Regions from separate parts of the Gossypium hirsutum genome. Here region 1 is linked to region 2. A link is a contact called in public Hi-C data. All regions are on one chromosome and are shown on one strand. Each heading gives the region's core, a stretch centred on a gene start, on an enhancer-like site or on the middle of the called end of the contact. The rest is flanking DNA. Distances are from core to core; before and after follow the strand shown.

Region 1 (5,565 bases), core at 1,365-3,864, 200 kb after region 2:
AGTTCAATCCCCTTTGTTAGGATTGTTATATCGATCAGTTCTCGACTTGTCTTGATCCGATCGTATTCTAGTAACAACGGCCACATGATCAAATATTGACAGAATCCAAGTTCAAGGACTAAAATAGATCTAGTTGCCAAGTTCAAAAACTAAAGTAGACAAAAAAAAAAAAATAAAAGTAACAAAGTAGACCTAATTGCGAAGTTTAAGTGTAAAAAATAAGCTGCAAGTTTGAAATGAACCTGGTCTTATTGGTTTTCTACCTTATTTTTTCCAGTTCCAATTTCCGGTTTTTCCTGATTCTTTACGATTTCTTAATATTCAATAAAATATATAAAGTTGAACCTAGCGATTTCTGATGAACCGGGCCATTGATCTTTGTATCCAACTCAAGCTCATAGAAAAAGTATTTAGAACACTATTAATCCAATACAAGAAACCTGTCATGTTTCCCCACTACAGAAAACCCAGCAGATCATCTCAAAACCCCAAGACCAGCTCTGGTTAGTGTTGTTATATGTCTTAAAGATCAATCTAATTGGATTGATACCCAGTGATACCCTGCAAAATGGTCATATATCCAACTTCTAAAATTTTTAAACAGTTCCTATCATATTTTTTAATGAACACATGTACTCAGTGAAGAAAGAAAAAGTAAGAATCCCAATTACAATAGTAAAAGTTCTGTCTTAAAGTTTTCTTACCTAATTCTTAAGCATCACCAGGAACATCAGAATTTCAAGTATGAAAGCTTTTAGGACATCGGAAAGTTGCTTTATGGAACATAAGGTTCACAGTTCAAAGTTGAAGTACAATAAAGAAGTACCTTAAAAGCAATAAAATCAAAATTTACTCTGGCAACAAACATTCAATTTTGTTTATGGACTCAGAGATCATCCTTGTTCTCTACCTCAATACCCAACAGCTTAGCCAATTTTCCACTCTGATATGCTTCAACAGTATCTGGAAATTAGGAATGGAATTTGTAATTCCTCTACAGATACTATCTTCCAAACATATTTCAATTGCATGAAGATAGAAAGATTAATTTTGCAGGTAAAGAAAAGAAGAAATTACCGTCTGAGCCTCCGATGTGTTTTCCATTAATGAAAACCTGTGGTACAGTACGCCTACCAACAATCTCACTCAAGGCATCCTGAATATTCCATCCATCATCTGTCAAATAAAAAAGAAAAGAAACTATTTTAACTTCCAAGTATTTCAAGTTCCAAACCGAGGAATGATGTTCCATATACCAATATGGAGGTGCTACTATAAATTTCAGTTGAAGCTAGCAAACTATTTTAACTTCAAGTATTTCAAGTTCAAAACCGAGGACTGATACTCCATATGTCAATATGGAGCTGCTACTGTAAATTTCTGTGAAGCTAGTAAACTATTTTAACTTCAAGTATTTCAAAATTCAAAACCGAGGAATGATGTTCTATATGTCAATGTGGAGCTGCTACTGTAAATTTCAGTAGAAGCTAGTAAACTATTTTTAACTTCAAGTATTTCAAGTTCAAAACCGAGGAATGATGTTCCATATGTCAATATGGAGCAGCTACTGTAAATTTCAGTTGAAGCTCGTAAACAATTTTAACTTCAAGTATTTCAAGTTCAAAACCGAGAAATAATGCTCCATATGTAAATACGGAGCTGATACTGTAAATCTCAGATGAAGCTAACAAAGTATTTCAAGTTCAAAACTAAGGACTGATGTTCCATAAGTTCAAAACCAAGGAGTGATATTCCATAAGTCAATATGGAGCTGCTAATATATTTTAAACAAGGCTTTGCTATTATACCAATTTTCAACTTTATTTTTATCTTACAACCAAAACAAACTTTGTAGCTAAACAGTAATTTGGCCTGCATATAAAAATAGGAATTTATTTGTCAACAGACCTCGCTCATCAAGCTCCACAACGAATGGAACTTCTTTCAACTCCTTGAACACAGATTTTGCCTTCCTACAGTACCTGCACAGTACCAAAGGAGAATAATTGTTAGCCCAAACTTCAAACTCGGTCACCAAAATATATAGGAATTGTTCAGTACAACAATGAACAGTGTATTATTACTTGAAAAGAGGAAAATTGTATCGAATATGAGTATTAATAAAAACCAATGAGAAAAAAAGTTAAGAGAAAAATCAGAACAGTATAGATCGGGAAGAAAAACAAAGCATATTAATTGATTTGTTGTCACTTTGGTTGATTTAAAAAAGCATAATTGATGTGAAGAAATCGTACGGGCAATAGGACTTTGAGAAGATGACGATCTTGTGGGCAGAGATGGTCTTTTTGACGAAAGCAGCTTCAGACGAATCAGCCGACGATACCCAGCAAAGAGATGCTGCAATTACTAAGATTAACGCTATCAAGAATTTCACCGCCATTGAAGCCCAACTCTGCGTTTGTTTGTTCTCAACAGCAATTGTTAGCGTTATGCCTCAACAAAATAGATCTTAAACTCCCATTCGCCGTCTCACACCCTATTTCTATACTGAAATAATGGGTAAACTAGCTCATTAGTAACCCTGAAATAGTGTAGTTCTGAATTTGATCACTTCAATTTTGTTTTTGTCAATTTAGTCCCGAGGAAAATTACCCAAAATAGTCTCTCAACAGTCTAGTCCTAACGAAAAGATGACCGGGCATGCCACATCATCAATTTTTCCACGTAATTAAAGGTTAGGAATTTAAATAAATTTAAAACTTTTTATTCATTTATTTAGGTTATTTAAGAAACATAAAAGGTTTGTTTCCAAATAAATTTGTTCAACTCTTTCTGCAAATTTGAGTTTCTTAATCTCGTAGAACCTAGACCAGAGGAGAAGGTGCATGAATGAAATCCCATCCCAGCATGTCATTGTGGGTGCCCAACAGCATTAACGACTTCGTGGTTTGAAGTTATTTCTGCTGGTTCTAAGAAATTCACAAAATTGCAAGGGCACAAACACTGATTGCTCTTTGCAGCACCATTCTAGGCTACTGGTTCACTGATATTACATATTATGGGAAGTTTTGCCATCCAATTGATGGGCTTCTTGTTCATGACTATGTTCATGCTTGCACTGGCCTTCCCTTACAACCACTAGACTCATAAGGACAGCCGAATCGGTTTCGTTGTGATGTACTCATTAACCTTCTTCTTCTCGAATTTCGGACCCAACGCCACAACATTTGTGGTACCGGATGAGATTTTCCCTGCAAGGTTGAGGTCCACTTGCCATGGTATAACAGCAGCCGCAGGAAAGCTTGGTGCATTTGGGTTCTTGTATTTGGCGCAGAATAAGGATAAGGCCATGGCAGATGCAGGGTACCCTGCAGGTATTGGAGTCAAGAATTCACTTATTGTATTAGGTGTAATCAATGCACTAGGCTTCTTCACTTTCTTGGTTCCTGAATCGAAAGGGAAATCTTTAGAAAAGATGTCAGGTGAGAACGAAAATAATCGAGGAGAGGGAGAAGGAAGGCCATCGTCGTCGTCGTCATCATCTAATCTTTAGTAGAGATTTCAGGGAAATAATGCAATTCCTTTTATGTTTCCTAAATAAACTAATTAAATCAAAAACATGTTTTAAATTTATTTAAATTTCTAACCCTTTAATTACGTGGAAATAGGTGGAAAAACTGATGATGTGGCATCTTCAATCATATGAAAAAAACGATTGAGTGATTATTTTGAACAAATTTTTTTTAATAACAGTGACTAAATTAATAAAAAAATTTAAACTAACCAAAATAGAAACGATACTATTTTATTTTACTCATTAGATAATGTATCAACTGGTATTATGAATCAACTTATCATCAATTAAATAACTAAATTTCAATTTTTAATCACTCATTAAAATTATTATTTTTTGAAATACTTATTAAAACTATTTATAAACTAATTTTAATAAATATTAATAAAACAAATGATAAATTAAGGATTGAATTTGAGCTTTAGGAAGAATTATTCATGAAATACTTTATATCTTCAATTATTAAAAAAATGTTAATTCAAAGACTGTTAAATATTTTATAAATATAATTTTCTTTTCACCCCGTGGGGAAAATCTAGTATTATTTATTCTTATTAACTATTTTATTTAATAACTGAAAATAATGAAAAATACTTTTTATTTTTATTCTTAATAAATTTCATTATTTAATTTCTATAAATCGAAAACATATATTTTTAAATGAAAATAAAATTATATTTGATACATATTCTTTTAAATAAAAATATGAAATACAATTACTAAATAGTAATTAAATTAAAAGACAAACAAACAATGTTAATTATATAATAAAATAAAGTTAATTTAAACAAACATAAGTGATACAAATTTAAAAAATATATTGTAATGAGAATTTTTTTAATAAAAATTTGAAGTAAAAATATTTTTATTTTAATAAAAGAAGTCCCTAAATGTATATAGACTCAAGTCATGATAAATGATTTGATATTAAAAGGTTGTTAATAAATAAAAATGTTATTAATATAATAAAATAAAACTAATTTAAATAAACATAAGTGATCATAGAAAATGAAATATTTTTATTTTAATAAAAACAAATATTTATTATGTCTAAAAAATAAAAAAAAAGGTTATTGCGAACTCAAACCATGGTCACTAATTCGTTAAGAAAAGTTATTGGCTTTATAGATTAAAATTAGGATCAATTCATCGATTAAATCCAAATTAAAAAAGTATGTATTTTTCTAATTTTTCAAAATAGTTTTAGCGGAAATAATGAAACACTTTTTTCATAATATTTTTCAAAATTTTCAACCCTAACATTTAAAGAAAAATCTATTTTCCAAAAAAATAACACAAAAATAACCCATATTTTCTAAGACCAAACACACCTCCATTTGGTTTAGGAAAATAGTTTCTTATTTTCTTTTTCATTTTTAGAAAATAATTTTAATTCTTTAAATTTTCTTTCTTAAAAAACATGTTTTTTAAATGAAAATGAAAATTTGTTTTCAAAAATAAAAATATGAAAAGATTTGGTACCTATTATTTCATAATATAAATATAAGAAAAAATTTTAAAATTTTTTAAAAAATTACACATTTACATGGATTTGAGCTAAGATCGTGGATGTAATATCCGTAACACCCCTTAAGATGAGAGTAGTGCCATTTTGGAACTTGCATGTGTTAGAATTTTCTAAGTAAGTAAAATGGGAATTATGAGTATGAGTAGCAAAGGTAGTTGGATCATGTAGGAAATTAAAAAGACTTTTGAATTGAGAAAAAAATTAAATTGAGGTATTGACTAAATCGCAATAATATGAAAAGTGTTGGGGTAAAAGTATAATTTTTTAAAAAAAAATAGAATAATTGCATTAGATTGATGGAAAAAGAGGAAGGATTAGAAGTCTAATTTAACCAAGAACTACAATAAATTTTGGATGAGATTGAAATTGAATGTGGACCAGTGTATGATGATGTTTAGATTTTTTTTAATTAGATATTATTAATAATTTAAAATATTAAATTAAATAGATTTTTAATATAGAAAGATGTAGAAAAATCTTCTCCATTATCTTCATCCCTTCT
Region 2 (6,079 bases), core at 966-3,465:
AATATCACCCAAGGTCCATTTGTTAGCACCTTATTATAGTCATCCTCTTCACTAAATCGAACCAGATAATAATCATTTTCCAAATCCATTAATTGGAATGGACTGTTTGTTTTCTACAGTATTGTGATCCTATTTAGCAGTGCATTGAAGGCAATTTTCCTACCCAAAAGCTTAATAATAATTATTTTTTCCATTTTTCTCTCAATAAAATCCTTAACCCTGTCAAAAAATGGAACCGAAGGGATCCCGTCTACCAGTTCTGTCCACACATCTCCTTCCTAAATTCCAAAATCATCAGCCATCCGCAAAGGCTTGTTTGAACCTGAACCCATTATAGTGTGCTTATAACTCGCCTTTGGCAAGGAACCCTCCGGCACCTTCCTACCGTCTCCATCCACTGTGGGATCATCTGAACAAGATGGAAATTTTGTTCTTTTTCTAACCTTTTCGTAACCCTAGCCACGTTTGAATTTGAGATATCAGGACTGGTTCCAACTATGAAAATCAGCTCTAATGTGAACATGCTAGTGTTCACACGAGTGAGGGGGCTATTGGCTATAACACCCGAACATTACTGCTGTTGTTAGTTCTTAGTGGCTAGTCCTCCCAATCGTTCCATAAAGTTAGGGAGGGAGGGCGATAGCCACATAGAGAGTTTAGGGTAGAGTGAGGGGATGTTTTTTTTTCTCTGCTCACAATAAATTCATATTTGTTCTTATTTATTAATTGTATAGTTAAAATGAATAAAATCTCTATTATTAATAAAACTTATGTATTTAGTGTCATATTAGTAATTAAAATAAAATTAAAGATATTCTTATCGATTCAAATTTTTTTTTAAACTCGTACTTTTATATATATTGTAAATTATAGAAAACAAATATCTTTACTCATCCAACATGTTTTTAAATTAAAAATATATACATGAATTTTTAATAAAAATAAAACAACATTTTTAAATACCATATGGAGTGAATTTAGTATTTAGTTTTTTGGGGCAGCCTCTAGTTCCATGGCGCAGTGCCCCTAGTCAGAATAATAAATAAAAAGTGATATTATACGGTTGGCTTTTATTATTATTATTTAAAAAAAAAGACATACATCAATGCTTATGAAATTGGAGGTAATATTTATTAAATTGATTTTTAATCAAATGGTTATATTCTACTCGTTAGTGTAGATAATATAATTTATTATAACCGTTGCTCCTGCATAAAATGCTGGCCATATTATTAGAATAATAAAACCAAATTAAAAGCATTTGAATTTCATTAAGGTCACCGAAAGAAAAAGGTTAAATTCTGTAAGCAGTCCCTATACTATTATATTTCTTGTGAATTTGATCACTTTACTATAATTTCAACATATTTAGTCCCTCTGCTATTCAACAATCAAAATTTCAATCCTAAACTAAAGACGTTAAATAACCTAACATGGCACTATTTTTAAATAGAGGATTTAAGGTGTTTGACATGGCTTGTACACCTAAGCATGTATTATTGCAACGTATTTCAACCAAAAATAAAAAAAAAATGAAAACCCTCATCCTAATACTTCTGGGCAGGGAAACAGTAAAGAAAAGAAAATGAAATTGTGTTGGAGGTTCGTTGCTTGAAGCTGACCCAAAACATCTAAAGGATAGGAAATTATCATAGCAATGAAAGAAGAAAATTTCAACACAAAAAGGAATTGAAGAAAAGCCGAAGTATGGGTTTAGGGGAATATTCGCTGAAATCAAGGAAGCATGGACGAAACATTCTTTTCATTTCATATAATATAACCCTCTTTTCTTCATTTTCTTCCCTGTTTTGGGTGATAATACTACGTGGCAATCATAAATACCGACCTGTACAGAGTACATGACACTCTAAAGCCACTTAATTACAAATAATGCCATGTCATATTGTTTAACGATACAAACGGTGAAAGTTCTTAAAGGATTTTCAATTAATACAAGGATTAAAATTGTTCAGACTATAGTGAATGAATCTGAAAGAACTTACAGGGATTATTTAAAACATTTAACCAATTATATATAGTTAAGTTGATTTGTCACATGTGCAGGGAAATCCCACTAAGTTTTTTTATTTATTTCTCTTTGAGAGTACCACCAAGGTTTTTTTATTTTTTATTTTTTAGGAAATCCCACTAAGTTGGACAAGAGCTCCTCTCTCCCCCTCTGTATATAAACCCCTACTACTCAAAGGTCAATATGTTATCATACAGCTTTCTTTGTAATAAAGATGAGTAACACTATTATCTGTTTCGGTAGAAAATTGGAGCATTTTAGTAGCAATTCACGCTCCAAACTATCATGCTTCAACCAATCCTATCGTGGTTTGATATCCACTTGTTTCCGTTTCTTGGTCTTTAGAGTGAACCCTTTCTGGGTTCAGCTTGCTTATTTCATAGTCGTGTCTTTGGTTGGCTTCGGGGCATTGAAAATGTCAAATCCAAAATCCGGCTCAGTTAGTCCTAACAACATAGACGTGTTCTTCACTTCTGTGTCAGCAACAACGGTTTCAAGCATGTCGACTGTAGAAATGGAAGTTTTTTCCAATACCCAACTTATTATTATAACTATTCTGATGCTGGTAGGTGGGGAGGTCTTCACTTCCATGCTTGGACTTCTGTTGGGGAGGTTCAGGTTTGAAAAACGTCCAAGTTTCGATGGGGACATTGTAAATTCTATTAGCAATAGGGGCCTCCAATCAGACTGCAGCTTGACCTCAAAAAACATTTCCCAGGAAGTGGAGTTGGGTAGGATTACTTGTTCAGCCTTAGCGAATGAGAAACCTATCACTGACTTAGAAAGTAACAAAAACTTGACTTCCGATAGTAAGAGTCTCAAGTATAAGGCCACTGGGTATTTGGGGTATCTGGTGTTAGGGTATCTTTTAGTAGTCCACGCAGTTGGCTCTAGTCTAGTTTCTATGTATGTAAGCCTGGTTCCAAGCGCAAGAAAAATACTCAAAACCAAAGGTATTGATATACGAACATTTTCTTTCTTCACTGTCGTTTCTACGTTAGCAAACTGCGGGTTCGTTCCAACAAATGAAAACATGATAGTCTTCAAGAAGAATTCGGGTCTTCTGTTGCTGCTAATTCCACAAATTCTTATTGGCAACACTCTTTATCCAGCTTGCCTACGAGCCTTGATATGGGTTTTGGACAAAATGACAAAAAAGGTGGAGTTCAGTTACATCCTGAAGAACTGGAAGGAGATGGGTTATAGTCATTTACTGTCAGGCCTTCATTCTTCTTTTCTTGCTGCCACTGTTTTTGGGTTGACATTAGTTCAGTTTATTCTTTTCTGCTCAATGGAATGGAATTCAGAAACCATGGATGGTTTTAGTTCATATCAGAAAGTTGTGGGCTCGCTGTTTCAGGTGGTTAACTCAAGGTATGCTGGTGAATCGGTAGTTGATCTTTCCACCATCTCCTCAGCGATCTTGGTGCTCTTTGTTGTTATGATGTGAGTCTCTCTCTCTCTCTCTAGTCCATTTTTGTCTCATATTTGTCGAATTGACAAGATGCCACCATCTCTCTCTTGTTTTCTTTTCTTTTTTTTTAATTACTTGGTGTATATTCTTCAACAAAATTCCGTGACAATTCGCTAGCTAACCACATACACTATGCACCCTTACTCCACAACAACCTCATTTTCATATTCTCCATATCTAGAGAACATATATATTCCTTTTGATCATTGTTTTTAGGGACTATGTATATTATTACCTTCTGACTACTTTTACCTACTCCCATAATTCTCCCATTTTGTTGAAAGGAATTAATGCCTACTCATATTTCTTATTTCAGAATTTTTCCTAATTTTTTTAATTTAAAATTAAAAAGGGTATTTTAATATGTGGATTCAATATTCACGGTGACTATGAAACAACTTTAAAATCCGTGATAAACATTTACTAAGGATCTAAAAATGTGAAAGATTAATTAATAGGTTCGATCCGATTGATACTTAAAAAAGCCAAAAAAAAAATTAAAAAGGGAAGATGACAGATCTTATGATTTGGTAAAAATAAATAGAAGATTTTTTTTATATACTTTTGAAAAAAATTATTCTTTAATTTATTGTGTTAAACAATAAATAGTTAGATACTGATATCTTCGGTGGTATTTTTAAAATTCATGAGATTGAAATTAAATCTGCCAATATTATTAATGGTAAATCAATTTAGAAATTTCCACCCTATTTTAATTTACTTATTAAATATACAAATAGTTATATTATTTATAGAAAAAATAGTTGAATTTATATTTTAAATGGATATAAATTTTTTTAGATATGCGTACATGTTTTGGGGTTTGATGTCATTTCATCCATTTGGGGTTTGATGTCATTTCATCCATTTTGGTTGATAATATAGTGAAAACGAATGGGGTTTAGCACTTGTCTCGTTTAACTTTTGAAGTGGGTTTTGAATATTCTGACCCCACAAATTCTGTATATAGACGTTTTTCTTTTGTGTATTTAGCTGTTCAATATCTTCAGCCTCACATTTCCGCCGTATATTCTATCATATACGATTAACTTTGTTACACATACGTCATCATTGTAAAAGTAAAAATAATTCAAGTTACATAATTGAACATATGATTATGATTTTATGTTCGATTTTTGTATTAATTTTTACTAATATAACATATATGAATAAATGTAATTTGATTTAGGGGATATATATATTTCATTCTTTATTTTTCAGGTATCTCCCTCCTTATACTTCCTTTATACCAATAAAATATCAGAAAAAGGAAATAGAGAAAGAGAAAGTGAAAGGAAGTCAAAATGAATCAGCAGGGAAGAGCATTTTGGAGTTTGTTTTGTTCTCTCAACTCTCATATTTGGCCATCTTCATCATCCTAATTTGCATCTCCGAAAGACAAAAATTGAAGGAAGATCCCCTCAACTTCAATGTGTTAAACATCACCATAGAAGTCGTAAGGTAAATCGCCTCTTCTAATTTAGGTTTTCTATACCATTTTTTAAAATAAAAGATAGAGAATAGAAGAAGAGTTGCAGATATTATAATTGAAGTTACAGTAACCAAGATAGGTTTTCTATACCTCTTCTAATTCCTTTTCCATGTTACCAACATATTCTTCTCCAATCTGTTACTGATATTCAGACAGTTCCTCCCTCCTCGCTGCCTTCCGTTTACAATACTCTTGTTCTTTCTCTTCTCGGTTTTTACGTAAGTCATAAACCTTTAATTTCATACATCTATCATTTATATATAAAAAAATCCAACACCCAAGCCTTTATTTTTTTTTCAACTTTGATATGTGGTAACATGTCCATTCTCCGAAAAACTCAACAATCAATTCCCTTATCCCCAAGTTTACCTCCGCTTCTTTTTCACACGCTTCTCTTTAATCCCGGCCCGATCCACCCGAGGACCCCACATCGGCCGACTACGACAAATGGGTTCATAAAGCCGGCAACTGTAGGCTACCTCCTCAACAAGAGCGCGAGAGACGGGTCCTTCAACACCATCAAAACCTTCAACTTCATCATCAATACGGAATACTCTCTCTCGATCCTCGTCCCTTTAATCCAAACCTTATCTCGTTTAGAAAAAGGCCTCATGCGCAACCACGCGTTCAATTTACAAATTGCATGTCTCTATAAGATCGAAAGGATTGAAGAATCATTGTGTGTCTTAGACGATGATGAGAATGGTGGGTTGAAGGCTACCACCTTTCATCATATTGTAAATATGTTGACAAAGAAGAAGATGGAAGATGGATCTGATGAGCGTCGCGGAGTTTCGTCGGACGTAATTACATATAATATTTTTACCATTTTTACTGACAGGATACTATTAAAAAAGTAAGTTGACGGAGACGAACACAGTGGTGAAAAAGATAGAGGAGGAAGGGTGGGAGCATATAGATGAATAAATTAAAAATGATAAAAGACTTAGATATCCACGTCATTGATAAATAATATGGTAACGATGCCTTCACTGGGGTCACATCCAAGTCATTAATTTATCTTTTTTAGCCAGTTTTTTTAAATATTTAATATTAAGATCTAATATTGATGTTTTTACTTATA

What was found. Hi-C and Micro-C count contacts between places; a contact is called where the count stands out from the background.
Region 1: a Hi-C map of leaf shows a contact between it and region 2, with 2.0 times the contacts expected there. The contact joins the promoter of LOC107897861 here to the promoter of LOC107897859 in region 2. A contact is called at or near these places in 2 of 34 Hi-C or Micro-C datasets (both in leaf).

Annotation. Positions count from the first base shown.
Region 1 is chrD08:16,467,150-16,472,714 of Gossypium_hirsutum_v2.1, forward strand. It overlaps LOC107897861 (glutaredoxin-C4), which reads right to left and starts at 2,615. Exons shown (of 4, transcript XM_016823444.2): 1 at 2,256-2,615; 2 at 1,909-1,982; 3 at 1,078-1,176; 4 at 641-963. The coding sequence starts at 2,401. The coding sequence ends at 887. LOC107895881 (inorganic phosphate transporter 1-4-like) reads left to right here and starts at 2,981. Exons shown (of 1, transcript XM_016821095.2): 1 at 2,981-3,514. The coding sequence starts at 3,137. The coding sequence ends at 3,514.
Region 2 is chrD08:16,268,986-16,275,064 of Gossypium_hirsutum_v2.1, forward strand. LOC107897859 (probable cation transporter HKT6) reads left to right here and starts at 2,216. Exons shown (of 3, transcript XM_016823441.2): 1 at 2,216-3,475; 2 at 4,725-4,964. The coding sequence starts at 2,244.